Regions from separate parts of the Mus musculus genome. Here region 2 is linked to region 1. A link is a contact called in public promoter capture Hi-C data. All regions are on one chromosome and are shown on one strand. The core of a region is the stretch at or near the end of the contact, and the rest is flanking DNA. Distances in the headings are between cores, read along the strand shown. Region 1 holds the start of Rpia (ribose 5-phosphate isomerase A). Region 2 overlaps Eif2ak3 (eukaryotic translation initiation factor 2 alpha kinase 3).

Region 1 (6,023 bases), core at 1,767-4,266:
AAAGTCCCCCATATCCACCCACCCCCACTCCCCTGCCCACCCACTCCCCCTTTTTGGCCCTGGTGTTCCCCTGTACTGGGGCATATAAAGTTTGCAAGTCCAATGGGCCTCTATATTGTAATTTATAACTTGTTCTTTTCCACTACCAGGGATTGATCTACCGTGCTGGTCAAGTGCTCTATCGTCTACGGTGGTTGTAACATAAACTGTCTTGTTTTGCAGGGGCTCCCAGAGAATGCCTTAGTTTTAGAAGAAACTTTGGGCTTTAGAAAAACTACAGAACTGTTAAGATTTTGGGGATTACAACAAAGCAGACTAAGAGAAGGGTACAGGTGAAAGGAAGGACACTTGTAGGGCAGCCTCCGAAAGGGGGAGTGGAGTTCAGTGTCATTGAGATACAAATAGTGTGAAGGTTTAAAAGGTCTACTTTTATCTTTTATGTGTGTGATGCCTAAATGTATGGCTGTGTATCATGTGAGAGGTCAGATGAGGATGTCCGATCCCCTGGACCTGGAGCTATATGTGTTTGCAAGCTGCATGATGTGAGGTGCTGGAAACTCAAGTCTGCCCTCTACAAGAGCACCAAGCGCTTATCTCTCTAGGCCCTGTCTTTTGGTTTTTGAAGCCAGGGTCTTGCTATGTTGCCTAGGCTGACCTGGAACTCTGCTATTTAGGCAGCCTGGCCTGGAACTCCCTCAAATCCACGTACCTCTGCTTCCCATGCCCTACAAACAGTGAAGTTTTGATAACGTGCTTAGTCCTATAGCTAATGGTGCTTACTAAAGGACAGGAATTCTGAATGACTGAAGGCAGAGTGTAGCGTTGAGGCATGGAATGTGTGCTATTCTATCTTGCTTCAGATACACGTTGAGGATCTTTTGTGTGTGAGCAGCAGCCTGATAGCCTGCACAGAGGATGAATGCTAAGCACAAAGTAAGTAAAGAATAAAGGATCGAGGAAAGACCTTCTGAACTAGTGGTGTAATCCTAGCTACATCCTAGCATATGGGCTGAAAGTTCAAGGGATGCCTGGGCTACGGAATGAGGCCAAGGCTGGATGGTCAGCTTAGTGAGACCCTGCTGCCAATGTCAGGGGGGCATGTGGCAGAGACCCAGCTTCACAGTGCTGAGTGACTGCAGGAGTCAGAGTTATTTCCAGAGACGTCTACTCTGGTGGATCCAGGATCCAAGTCATAGTTCAGTTTATTATAAAGGGGTTTTATTTCATATTTAAAGATGGGGTTAATATGAAGGGAGATACTATCTGTTTTGCAGCTTTATGTCAACTTGACACATGCTCGCCATCTGAGTGGAGGGAACCTCAGCTGAGAAAATGACTTCATAAGATCGTCCTGGAGGCAAGCCTGTAGGACATTTTCTTAATTAGTGATTGGTATGAGAGGACCCAGCCCATGGTGGGTGGGGCTCCATCTGTCCTGGTGGTTCTGGGTGTTGCAAGAAAGCAGGCTGAGTAAGCTGTGAGGAGCAGGCCGGTAAACAGCACCTCTGCCTCCAGGTTCCTGACACTGTTTCCCTCAGTGCACTGTGATTCAGGACATATAATCCAAATGAACCCTGCCCTCCCCAAGTTGCTTTTAGTCATGGTGTTTCATCACAGCAACAATAATAATTCTACGATACTACCCTTGTATGGATGTGGTCTCCTCAAGAGGGAGTCTCATGTAAGTGTCCAATCAATAGCGGCACACCTGATTATGGTGGGTCCTGAAGTTACATTTGTAATGGTGGCTGAAGAATTTTCTTCTTCTTTTTTTTTTTTTTTTTGGTAAAGGAGACTATCGAGTGGTTTCTGAGTGCCTTGGGCAGGATTACAGTCTGATAAAGATAAAACTCAGGTTATAAAAGTTGCAAAAAAGCATTGTGACCGGTCTTTATTGTTCCTAAGGGTTCCTGGAACATTCTAGCTCTTGGGGGTTGCTGGCACATGCCTTTTGCAGGCACACACCGTTAACCTCTGCTCTGGGGAAGGAAAGTCAGGCTGATCTCGGTGAGTTCAAGGGCATCTTGGTCTACAGAGTTCCTGGACAGCCATGGTTGCAAAGAGAGATCCTGTCTCAAAACACACAAACAAAACAACAAAAAGGACTTCCAGACCTATTTGGTGATGTAATCCCATATCAGGAAAAATGCTCCAAGTTCCAGGCCAGCCTGGACTGAACTCTACAGTGAGTTCAGGCCACTGGGACTGCTGAATGAGACCAAGAACTTGCAGCAAACTAAAGGCAGAAAAGGGGAAGCCCGATAAGGTACACTGGCCTGTGCGCTCGTGACCGGGCTCCATTTAGACACCCTGCATCCAATACCAAGAGCAGAACAATGTCCAAGGCGGGAGTTACTGATTGAACTTGTAACCTTGGGTTTGTGAAGGTCTAGCACAGACATCAGAAGACCTGGGAGTCCCAAGTGTGTCATCAATGAGTGACTCTAGAGCACTGTAAGAAGATGGCTCTGCCGGTAAAGTACTGACTGACACTACCAAGACGGTCAGATAACGGACTTCTGCAAGTTGTTCTTTGGCCTCCACAAGCACAACCTAAATAATACAATGTAATTAAAAGATTTTTTTTAAAAAAAGGCCGTTGTGTTGGTAGAACCACTTGCCTGAGGATTCGCTTACAACACAGCAACGTTCTCATTTGCTGGGCAAACAAGGTCAGGTTTTTAATAGTGTCTCTCTCTTTTTCTAGAATACGCGTACAGCCGGAAAGGTTCTTGGAGTTCACCTAAAGGTGTAAACACTTGACCCCAAGGTAGGGAGTTATTAGCTTCCTAGACAGCAGTTACCCGGACCTTCCGGACAGAAAGTCTGGAGTCAAGGCGGGCGATTTGCACACTAGGGTCGATCGTATTGTGGGACTTGTAGTCCCGAATGCAGAAGGGCCTAGGAACCACTGTCGCCGTAGGACTACATTTCCCAGCAACACGCATTTAGTAATACGCGCGGGGCAGGTTGCGCAAGCGAGCGGGTTTCCGGAGGAGTTGGGGGTGGGGCGGCCGGAGAGGCTGGAGCGAGGCGGCGGGATGCAGCGCCCCGGGCCCTTCAGCACCCTCTACGGGCGGGTCCTGGCCCCACTGCCCGGGCGGGCCGGGGGCGCGGCCTCGGGCGGGGGCGGGAACAACTGGGGCCTCTCGGGTTCCCACGTGCAGTTGCCGGGGCGTGCACATTCGGAGACCCGCGGCGACAAGGGAGGCTCGAGCGCGGGCGGCCCGGCCCCCTCCACGATGTCCAAGGCCGAGGAGGCTAAGAAGCTGGCGAGCCACACGGCGGTGGAGAACCACGTGAAGGTGGGCAGCTGGTGACGGCGTGATGGCTTCGTGCTGCGCGCCCAGGGCACTGCCAGGGTGCGCCTGACTCCTGAAAGGGCGAGGGTTGCGAGAGAGGGGAGAGGATGAGCCTTGTACCCGAATTCGCGCTGTTCTTCCCAACCCTTGAAAGGCCTTCTAGACCCCGAATGGGTGGGTGTCAACTCTTCCCCCAACTGGAGCCTTTTCTACAAAGATTCCCTGTCCGGCTGGAACTGGGTGCACAGTAGAGCCTGGCTGTGCTCTGTTTTAGAGTCTTGTCAGGCTGTTAATGCGTGCCTCCTAATCAGCCCATTGAAAATGGTGAGCCCCGAGGCTGCTGTTCTTCACTTCTCACTTACCGCGAAGCCAGCGGAGGGCTGTTTTGCAAAGTGTTTTGAAATTTTACTCCAAACAGGCTTTTCAGCTCCTCCCGCTGAGGAGCTAGAGTGCTGTCTTTACAAAGAAGCCATCAGGTTACTGTTGACAGGGCCGGGTGGCCAGACATCTGGAGGTGCTGCTTTTTAGGAGGGGTCCAGATGTTTTGAAGTTAGTAAGGCTGTGTCCACATTTGTTAAGTGGCTGGTGTGGTGCTCTGAGTGGACTCTTAGTGTAGGTGGGTTTGCTATCCCGTATGTAGCAGGTTAATTATCTTAATTGTATTACTTCTGTTGCCCTGTGGTGAAGTTTCCTGGTCTTGTTTTCTATTTCTTAGATCGCGTTATCAGAATCCGTATCTTCGTTAAAGGGAATTCTTTTCACTTGTTAAAGCTATGCTGCCCAAAGTTACTTTGCAAAGACACTGTTCTTAGAGCTTTATCTTCCTGCCTAGGGTGAGGGTGGCCTGAGTGGGCGGGGCCGGGTCTGATAACCTCAGGCTTGCCTGTTCTATAGAAGAACACCATTTTTGTTTCAGGCAGGGCTCTTATGCCCTTCTGTTCTAGGGTAGCTTTTTGCTCATCTAGTTAGCATAGGATTTTATACTTGAATTAAGAGGTGTGAGGTATGAATATGAATTTAAAATGTGTAATTTGGCTCTGTGTTTGGAACACAGTGCCACAGGGGTAAAACTGGGACAGTAAAGAGAGATTTCAAAATGCCTTTGTGAAGTGACTTAATAGATTGATAAATGAAATCCATACCTCAGGAGAGCCCATTATCTTAGTTATCCTGTTAATGTTTAGTGGTACACGTCTCCTTGACCTTTGCCTTATCGTTATGTATTTGACTAAATTAAAATCTGCAAGCCTTCCCCTCATGTTCCAGCCATATTCAAAGGACTTTACTACTTTCAGTTTTCCCTTGGCTTTTTTCTTAAGGAGACTAGGAGACAACGATTTCCTCTTCCTATTTTGAAACTCAGGTTGGCTTTGAAACCCTCCCTTCCCCTCTGACTGGCTGGCTAGCACATCTCAAGGGAGGAACTTGATATGTGGACTGTGCTAGCTTTGAAATCTACCTGCTTCTGTCCGAGTGCCGGGATTAAAGGTGTGTATCACCACTCAGCTTTACCCACTTGATTCTGCCTCCCAAGGGCTGGCATTATAGGTAGGTGGCACACCCAGCTCCCTCTGATCTGGACTCCCAGACACTTCAGCGTGACCTATGTTCTAGTTTTTCTGTGCGTTTCTCTTGCCCAAGTCCCTGTGAGCTGTGGGAGGAGACTTAGTGCTATCTATACATTCAGCATTGGGTACAGTGAGGGCTGCCTAGGCAGTGGTCAGTAAGTTGTGTGGAGTGGGAACACTGATATGGACGTTGGGGGTTGTGGGTTTGGTGGCCCTTTCGTAGGCTCTCTGAGTGTGGGGTTTCCAGTCCCCTCAGCCCGCTGGTGTTCCACCGTGGCTACTTCTACTCCAGGGTAGATGGAGAACTCAGAATTCTCAGTTGAATCTTTGTCACCAGGTCCAGACCTGCCTGATTCTAAAGGTGTAGTTACCTCAGAAGGGTTAGTGTATACAGCTCTGCTATCTTCATGGTTTGTTTCTTCATCCTTTGCTCTCTGTGGAGCCTGGGCTTTGATTTGAGATTGGCTTAGCCTGAGGAAACTAGTGGGCAGACAGTATTAATATTATTATTAGTATTTTTTTTTTTGAGACAGAGTCTTATTAGGTATTTTTGACTGCCCTGGGATTTACTATGTAGACTTGGCTGGCTTCAAACTCACAGAGATCTGCCTGCCTCTGCCTTTCTAATGCTAGGATTAAAGGGATACATCACCATACTTGGCAGTTTTTGTGTTTTTAATCTGGTAGAAGCCTGTTTTACTGACATACTATTCCAAACTCACCAAATACACCAAGAGCCTTAGCCCATCGAAGCCAGCCTTATAGAGTCATGAGATTACCACATTGGACTTGATAGCATGCTGTTTAGCATTGCCTTTTAGGAGGGTTATCAGCTGTCAGGCCAGTTTGCAGGTAGCGATTCACCAATTTGGCTTTGGCTATGGCACTCACTCCCGGACCTGTTATTTTGTTTGAAGGTGGCAAGATCTGGCAGACCCTGCAGTTCATCTAGAATAGAGCCTGTCTGATGTACTGAGTTGACCTTTGTGCTACATGCCTCCTAGGACTGATGTGAGCTAAAGAGGAGTCTGGTAATCAGATTTGGCCTCAGGTCAAATGTGAAGGTCAGGTTACGTTTACCTAGGCTTTAAGAAATGGAGGTGTTCACTATTATTTGGATACTTCACATCTTGATATTTAGCTGTCTTAAATA
Region 2 (5,874 bases), core at 2,014-4,513, 110 kb before region 1:
TGCAGCAAAGCTAACGGGCTAAATTCAGCCTGCTGCCTATTTGTAAATTTGTTTGTTTGTTTATTATAGGGGGCGTGTGTGTGTGTGTGTGTGTGTGTGTGTGTGTGTGTGTGTGTGTGTGTGTGTAAGTGTGCACCGTGGTACATATATGGAACTTTAAGGACAACTTAAGGGGTACAGTTCTCTCTATCATATGGGGCCTAAAACGCCAACTCAGGTCATCAAGCTTGGCAGCAAGGGCCATGGAAGTGGCTCAGTGGGTAAGAATGCTTGTTGAGGACCCAAGTTTGCGTCCCTAACACACACACGCACACACACACAAAAGTGGTCATGCCTGCACACATATTATTTAGCATTGTAGAAGGCAGAGACAGGAGGACCACTAGGACTTGTTGCCTGCGAGCTGAGTTCCAGGTTCAGTGAGAGAATTAGGAATAAGGTGGAGAGTTGACAGCAGGGCACCTGCTCCTCCCCTGGTCTCTGCAGGGCCTCACAGGCACACATGCATATACCACCTATACATGCACAGGCTTGTGCGCGCGCGTGCGCGCGCGCACACACACACACACACACACACACACACACACACACACACGCCCCCTATAATAAACAAACAAACAAATTTACAAATAGGCAGCAGGCTGAATTTAGCCCGTTAGCTTTGCTGCAAATGTACAGAGGCTATCTGGGTGTAAAAAGCCTTTTATAATGAAATGAAATGAAAGGTTTTAGAATCACATCCCTGAGGCATAGATGTCACCTGATTTTAAATGTAGATTCATTTTACAAATACACGTGAATTTACAATAATCTCAATAAAGCATTTCTAAAGCCAAGATTTATCAATGTGTAAGCATTAAAGTGCTAAGCTTTAGACCTCCACACACTATAGGAATAAGTTACAAAAAGAAATGATGTTACAATGTCTTTTTAACCCGAGGACCAGCTTAATCTACCAATCTCCTAAACCACCTCCCGTGTGGCCTGAAGAGCACCTGGAGCCTCCCTCTGCTTAAGAATAAGCCATTTTTAGAGCTCTCAGACCAAATCCCAGCACGGAGTTAACATAGACTGCTCCTGTGAGGGGCTTTATGAAGTCAGCCTCAGGGAAGGTGGCGGTGCAGCCTGACCTCTGCAGGCCACTGGGTTCAGGGCAGTCCTAACAACCTGGTCTCCTAGATCAGTGCTCTCGGCCTTCCTAATGCTATGACCCTTTAACATACAGTTCCCCATGCTGTGGTGACCCCCATCCATAAGGTTATTTTGTTGCTACTTCATAACTTTAATTATGCTACAGTTATGAATCATAATGTAAATACCTGTGTTTTCTAATGATCTTAGTCAACCCCTGTGAAAACTGTTTAGGTCTAAAGGCGTTGCGAGCCATTGATCTAGAATGTTGGGTGTCTCACCTGAAAAGGCAAAGCTGACCAATTGACTGCTAAGGACCCTTTGTGTTTCAGGGTGTCTTAAGAACAATTTAAGCACTTAATGTGATGATTTTAGAGAAAGAGCTGAAAATTATCCATACCTCTTGGGGATATTTCTGAGTGAACAGTAGAGGAAACTTGAGATTTCTGACATCAGTTAAAATCTAGAAAGAAAGAAAGTTAATCTTTTAGCTTTATTTTGTCGTATGTCCACTTCTCACACATGCTAGATAAGTACACTGACAACACCCCAGCCTGTCTTTTCCCTTTCCTTATTTTTATTAATGTGCCTATGTGCTCATGCCTGTGTGTGTATGCATGTGCACCCAGGCAGCCCAGGTATTAGTCCCTGGAGTACAAGCAACTGTGAACTGCTTGCCATATGTAGATGCTGGGAACTGAACTCCTGTCCTCTGAATGAACAGCAAGGGCTTTCTGTGCCTTCTCTCTAGCCCCAAACTTTTCACTTTCTTCCCAGTGTCTTTGATGAACTGATTAATCCACAAATTTGATTCTTGATTCTTTGCTTGAGTGGATCTCTTATTTTGCTTAGACAGAGCTCACTCGGTAGCTGGTAGCCTTGACTGGCCTGGAACCTGCTCTGTTTACCAAGCCAGCCTCCAACACACAGAGATCTGCCCTGTCTTCGCCTCCCAAGTGCTGGGATTAAAGGTTGCAGTACCATACCCAACTAGTACTGTCTGACTGAAAACCTACGGTCATGATGTTTGGAAAACCTAGCCGTGTGCCATCTGCCAGCATCTGTCTGTGACTGCATGACCACTTGTCCTCCATAGGGTTTCCTCCATCCAACTGGCACTATTTCCTGCCCTCACTCACGTTACCCTCCCAGCTCCCTCTGGCTCTGCAGTGGTCACAAGGTTGCCAAATGCAAACTACTGTTAAGGTGATGATGAACTGATACCAACAGAACATCTAGAATAATCCTGTTGCTCACTGGGTCCCTTTTGCTCCTAGTTTAACTGTCTAATGGCATCGAGAATAAACTTAATGGCGCTGGAGAGTTCAGCTGTGCAGCTTAGAACTGCATGCAACTCCACTCCAGGGGCATCTGAAGCCTCCGACATCAGGGCATACCTGCACTCTCACACAACCGCACGCGCACACATGCGTAGTTAAAAGTTTAAAAAAGAAGAAACGTAACCACCAAAAAACTCTTGTAAATTGTAAGTAATCCCTCTGCCCGTCCTCATGGGTGCCTGAGACGCACTTACCCGGACTCGTTCCATCTGGGTGCTGAATGGGTAGAGGAGTTCAAACAGAATCAAGCCTAAAGAGAAGATGTCCACTTTATGGGAGTAGTTGTTTCCATGAATCTGAAATAGCATAAAGATATGTTAAAAAAAAAATTGCCCCAGAGGGAGCATATCATTAGAGTATTCACACAGAGATGGCTCAGTTCCTACGCAGCATCACGGGCCCTGAGCTGATTCAGTTACCTCTGGGTATGAGCAAAGAGTTAATCTCTAAGTCCCTCTCCTGCCCTCTTTCGATGTGGGCAGGTGTAATTACAGCACTAAGCATCACAGAGGGAAAGCCCAGGTAAGGCTCCAGAGAGATATGCATCAGCACGAAGGGCAGAAACTCGGAGCCTGGTGCTCTGGAGTCTGTAAGGGCCGCTCAGGCCCCCTGAGGTGAAGCTTTTCAAAGCGACACTATCTGAAGCCAATCTCATTTCTAATCACCGGAGTCCTGAAGTCGGTCATTACTGCAAGCCACTAATCAACCGGGGAGCCTTCATTACGCACTTAATTGCAGACTGCTCTGCATGCACAGCCCTATTTTTCATGTGCATATTTTTTGTGCCTTCCCAGTCCTGGCAGGGAAGAGACCTGCTGCTTTTGTGTTCCCTTCCCATCATTCAGCACTGGGCTAAGTACAGAGCAGGCCCTCAATAAATACCTGATACCACAGGGCAAAGAATCACATCTGCTCTGCTCTATTAAGGAAAGCCCCATTCAAATGCAAAGCGAAGTCCTGGAGCCTTGGGAGAGCCCTTTTATTTATGAACATTTCCTTAGGCCAGTTACTTGACTACAGGTAAACAGCCCTGGAACTGGCTCACCTCAAAACTGCTGTACCAGGGGGAGGGGGAGAGGAAACAGGTGACAGGACGGAGGCCATCACCCCCTCTCCTCCACATCACTCTAGCTATCTGCCTCTTTGGTTCCTTCTATGCAGGCTGGCTTCTGCTCACAAAATAGCAGGTGCAAAGTTCCACTGACTGTATCAGGTATGTACCCACCATACTATGATCTAAAGTGATTACTGCAACCTATAGCACTGTCCCTTGCCTCCCTCTGTGGCTTGGGAAGCCTTCAAAGAAAATGTCCAAGGACACTGGCAACATAGGTACGGGGGAAAAAGATACCCTCATACAATATTTGGGCAATGTAAACTGACTCATTCACAGTTGAATGAATGGAATCCTGTCCATGGCAGAGTCGATGAAGATGTAACAGAGATGCTGGGCCAATTATCCAAGTGACTGGCCTCCCAGCAAAACTGACATTAACTTTAGTGTTCAAAACAAACATTGAGCAATCTGAACTGCATGTATGTTTCACATCTGTCTGAGGATGTCCAAGAACTCATGAATGGTCACATGTGAATACTGATCGAAAACTATGAAACAAAATTCCAACTTTGGTTTCCAACATAACAATTTATATATAATATTAAAAGATATAAAAAGATATATTTACATATAAGATATGTGTGCATGCATGTACACAGCTGGAAATTTTATACTTATTTTTGGTAAACGCCTTTTTCTTTATTATATATTCCTATATTTTCCCATTCCTTTTAAAGAAGAAAGATTAATATATAAGGAGAAAGAATTATTAACATGTTACTGGATTGTAAAAATTGAGACTTAAAAGTTTTGGATTTTTATTTTATGTTCATTGGTGTTTTGCCTGCATGTGTGTTTGTGTCAGATACCCTGGAATTGGAGTTATAGCTGTAAGCTGCCATGCAGATGCTGGGAATTGAACCAGGGTCCTTTGGAAGAGCAGCCAGTGCTCTCAATGGCTAAGCCATCTCCCCAGCCCCCACATATTTATTTTGATTGCATGAATTTGTGGAGACTGAGCTACTTGAAGAGACCTTTTATTGAGCTTTGAAGAGCAGTTCGTTGCGTATCCCACGAGAGGGCAGCAGGACAGGCAGTAGCTAGAGTATGCCTGGCACCAACTACATCTGAAGGCCGAAAAGGTGAACTTTGTTAAAAGTGAAAGCAAGTGCTAGCACACGCCTTTAATCCCAGCACTCAGGAGGCAGAGGCAGCTGGATGTCTGTGAGTTCGAGGCCAGCCTGGTCTACAAAGTGAGTTCCAGGACAGCCAGGGCTACACAGAGTAACCCTGTCTCAAAAAAAAAAGAAAAGAAAAGGAAAAAAAAAAGTTGAGACTGCAGATCCCTGGTTTGAGATGGGGTTGGGAAATGGGAATTCTAGTTGTATTTTAATCACTATGCACTGCATAATGTAGTTAGAAGTAGTTTTCAAGGAAAATAATGGTTTGAATCTATTTTTTTCCCCCTGAGACAGGGCTTCTCTGTGTAGCCTGGCGGTCCTGGAACTCACACTGTAGACCAGGCTGGCCTCAAACTCAGAAATCCGCCTGCCTCTGCCTACTTAGAACATTTTTATTTTTCCTTCACTAAGTCTTAACTCCATCACTGAGAAAGCCAACCCAATTACTTAGGCCACCTGATTTCTCTCTTTCTCTGTGACTCCTAAATCTCTGCAGCAACCTTTTAATTTTTTTTCTCTTCCTCTTAAGTAGATTTGCTAGAGAAACTTAATTGCTTTTATTTTAAACTATTAAAATCAATCTGGAGATGCTGTTTTATTGTAGGTTTGCTTGCTACCCTGTGGCTCCTCTCCTCCCCCTGAGCAAAACCCACAACCATTCTTACGCAGAGAAGCAGAGAAGTCTCACATAACAAACAAAGGTATGAAACAGAAGCAGGGGGTGGAGGGTTCAAGGGCCAAGCTACAAGAGACCCTGCCTCAGAACCAGAACAAACAGAAACACACTTAAGTCCAAATAGAAATTTGAAAACTTCTATAAATTTCAGTATTTTTCATTTCTTTATTAACACACTGTCGATGTGTTACGTGATCTGTGTGTTTCCTTACCCACATCCCATCTTTTTTTCTCTTTGGGTTTTTGAGACAGGCCTCATTTTGTAACCTAGGCTGGATCTGAACTCATGGCAATCCTCCTGCTCCAGCCTCCCGACTCCTTGCATTACTGCCATGAGCCACAATGTGTGGCTCTCAAAGTCTCTTTTTAGGTCTGGTTCAGAGGTGACAGCATGTTTCATGGTTGTATTTTCTCACTGGGGCAGAATTGCTTTCATAATTTTCAGGCTATGTATGGCTGGGCACTGTACCAAGACCATGGGAAAAGCCT

What was found. Promoter capture Hi-C pulls out the DNA fragments that hold promoters and counts their contacts.
Region 2: a promoter capture Hi-C map of stem cell-derived epiblast-like cells shows a contact between it and region 1, with 3 times the contacts expected there. The contact joins the enhancer-like site here to the promoter of Rpia in region 1. A contact is called at or near these places in 20 of 39 promoter capture datasets (the 3T3-L1 cell line, 3T3-L1-derived adipocytes, the C10 cell line and 13 more), 6 of 15 datasets of contacts at CTCF or cohesin (the G1E-ER4 cell line, the NIH/3T3 cell line, embryonic stem cells and 1 more), 93 of 484 Hi-C or Micro-C datasets (the AML12 cell line, B cells, the C3H10T1/2 cell line and 62 more), 24 of 115 datasets of contacts at active chromatin or transcription factors (the 230-238 cell line, CD8 T cells, DN3 thymocytes and 16 more) and 4 of 9 other capture datasets (adipose tissue, embryonic stem cells, liver and 1 more).

What each region holds. Positions count from the first base shown.
Region 1 is chr6:70,789,168-70,795,190 of GRCm38.p6, reverse strand. Rpia (ribose 5-phosphate isomerase A) reads left to right here and starts at 3,016. Exons shown (of 9, transcript NM_009075.2): 1 at 3,016-3,305. The coding sequence starts at 3,042.
Region 2 is chr6:70,897,125-70,902,998 of GRCm38.p6, reverse strand. It overlaps Eif2ak3 (eukaryotic translation initiation factor 2 alpha kinase 3), which reads right to left. Exons shown (of 17, transcript NM_010121.3): 15 at 2,666-2,767; 16 at 1,532-1,594. Among named protein-coding and RNA genes, the nearest start is that of Tex37, 19 kb to the left of the region's middle. Within about 2 kb of position 3,263, at least 9 of the 459 cell types and tissues checked have an H3K27ac peak or open chromatin away from gene starts, as enhancers often do. A contact at or near this core is called in differentiating embryonic stem cells, embryonic stem cells and stem cell-derived epiblast-like cells, where this site is marked.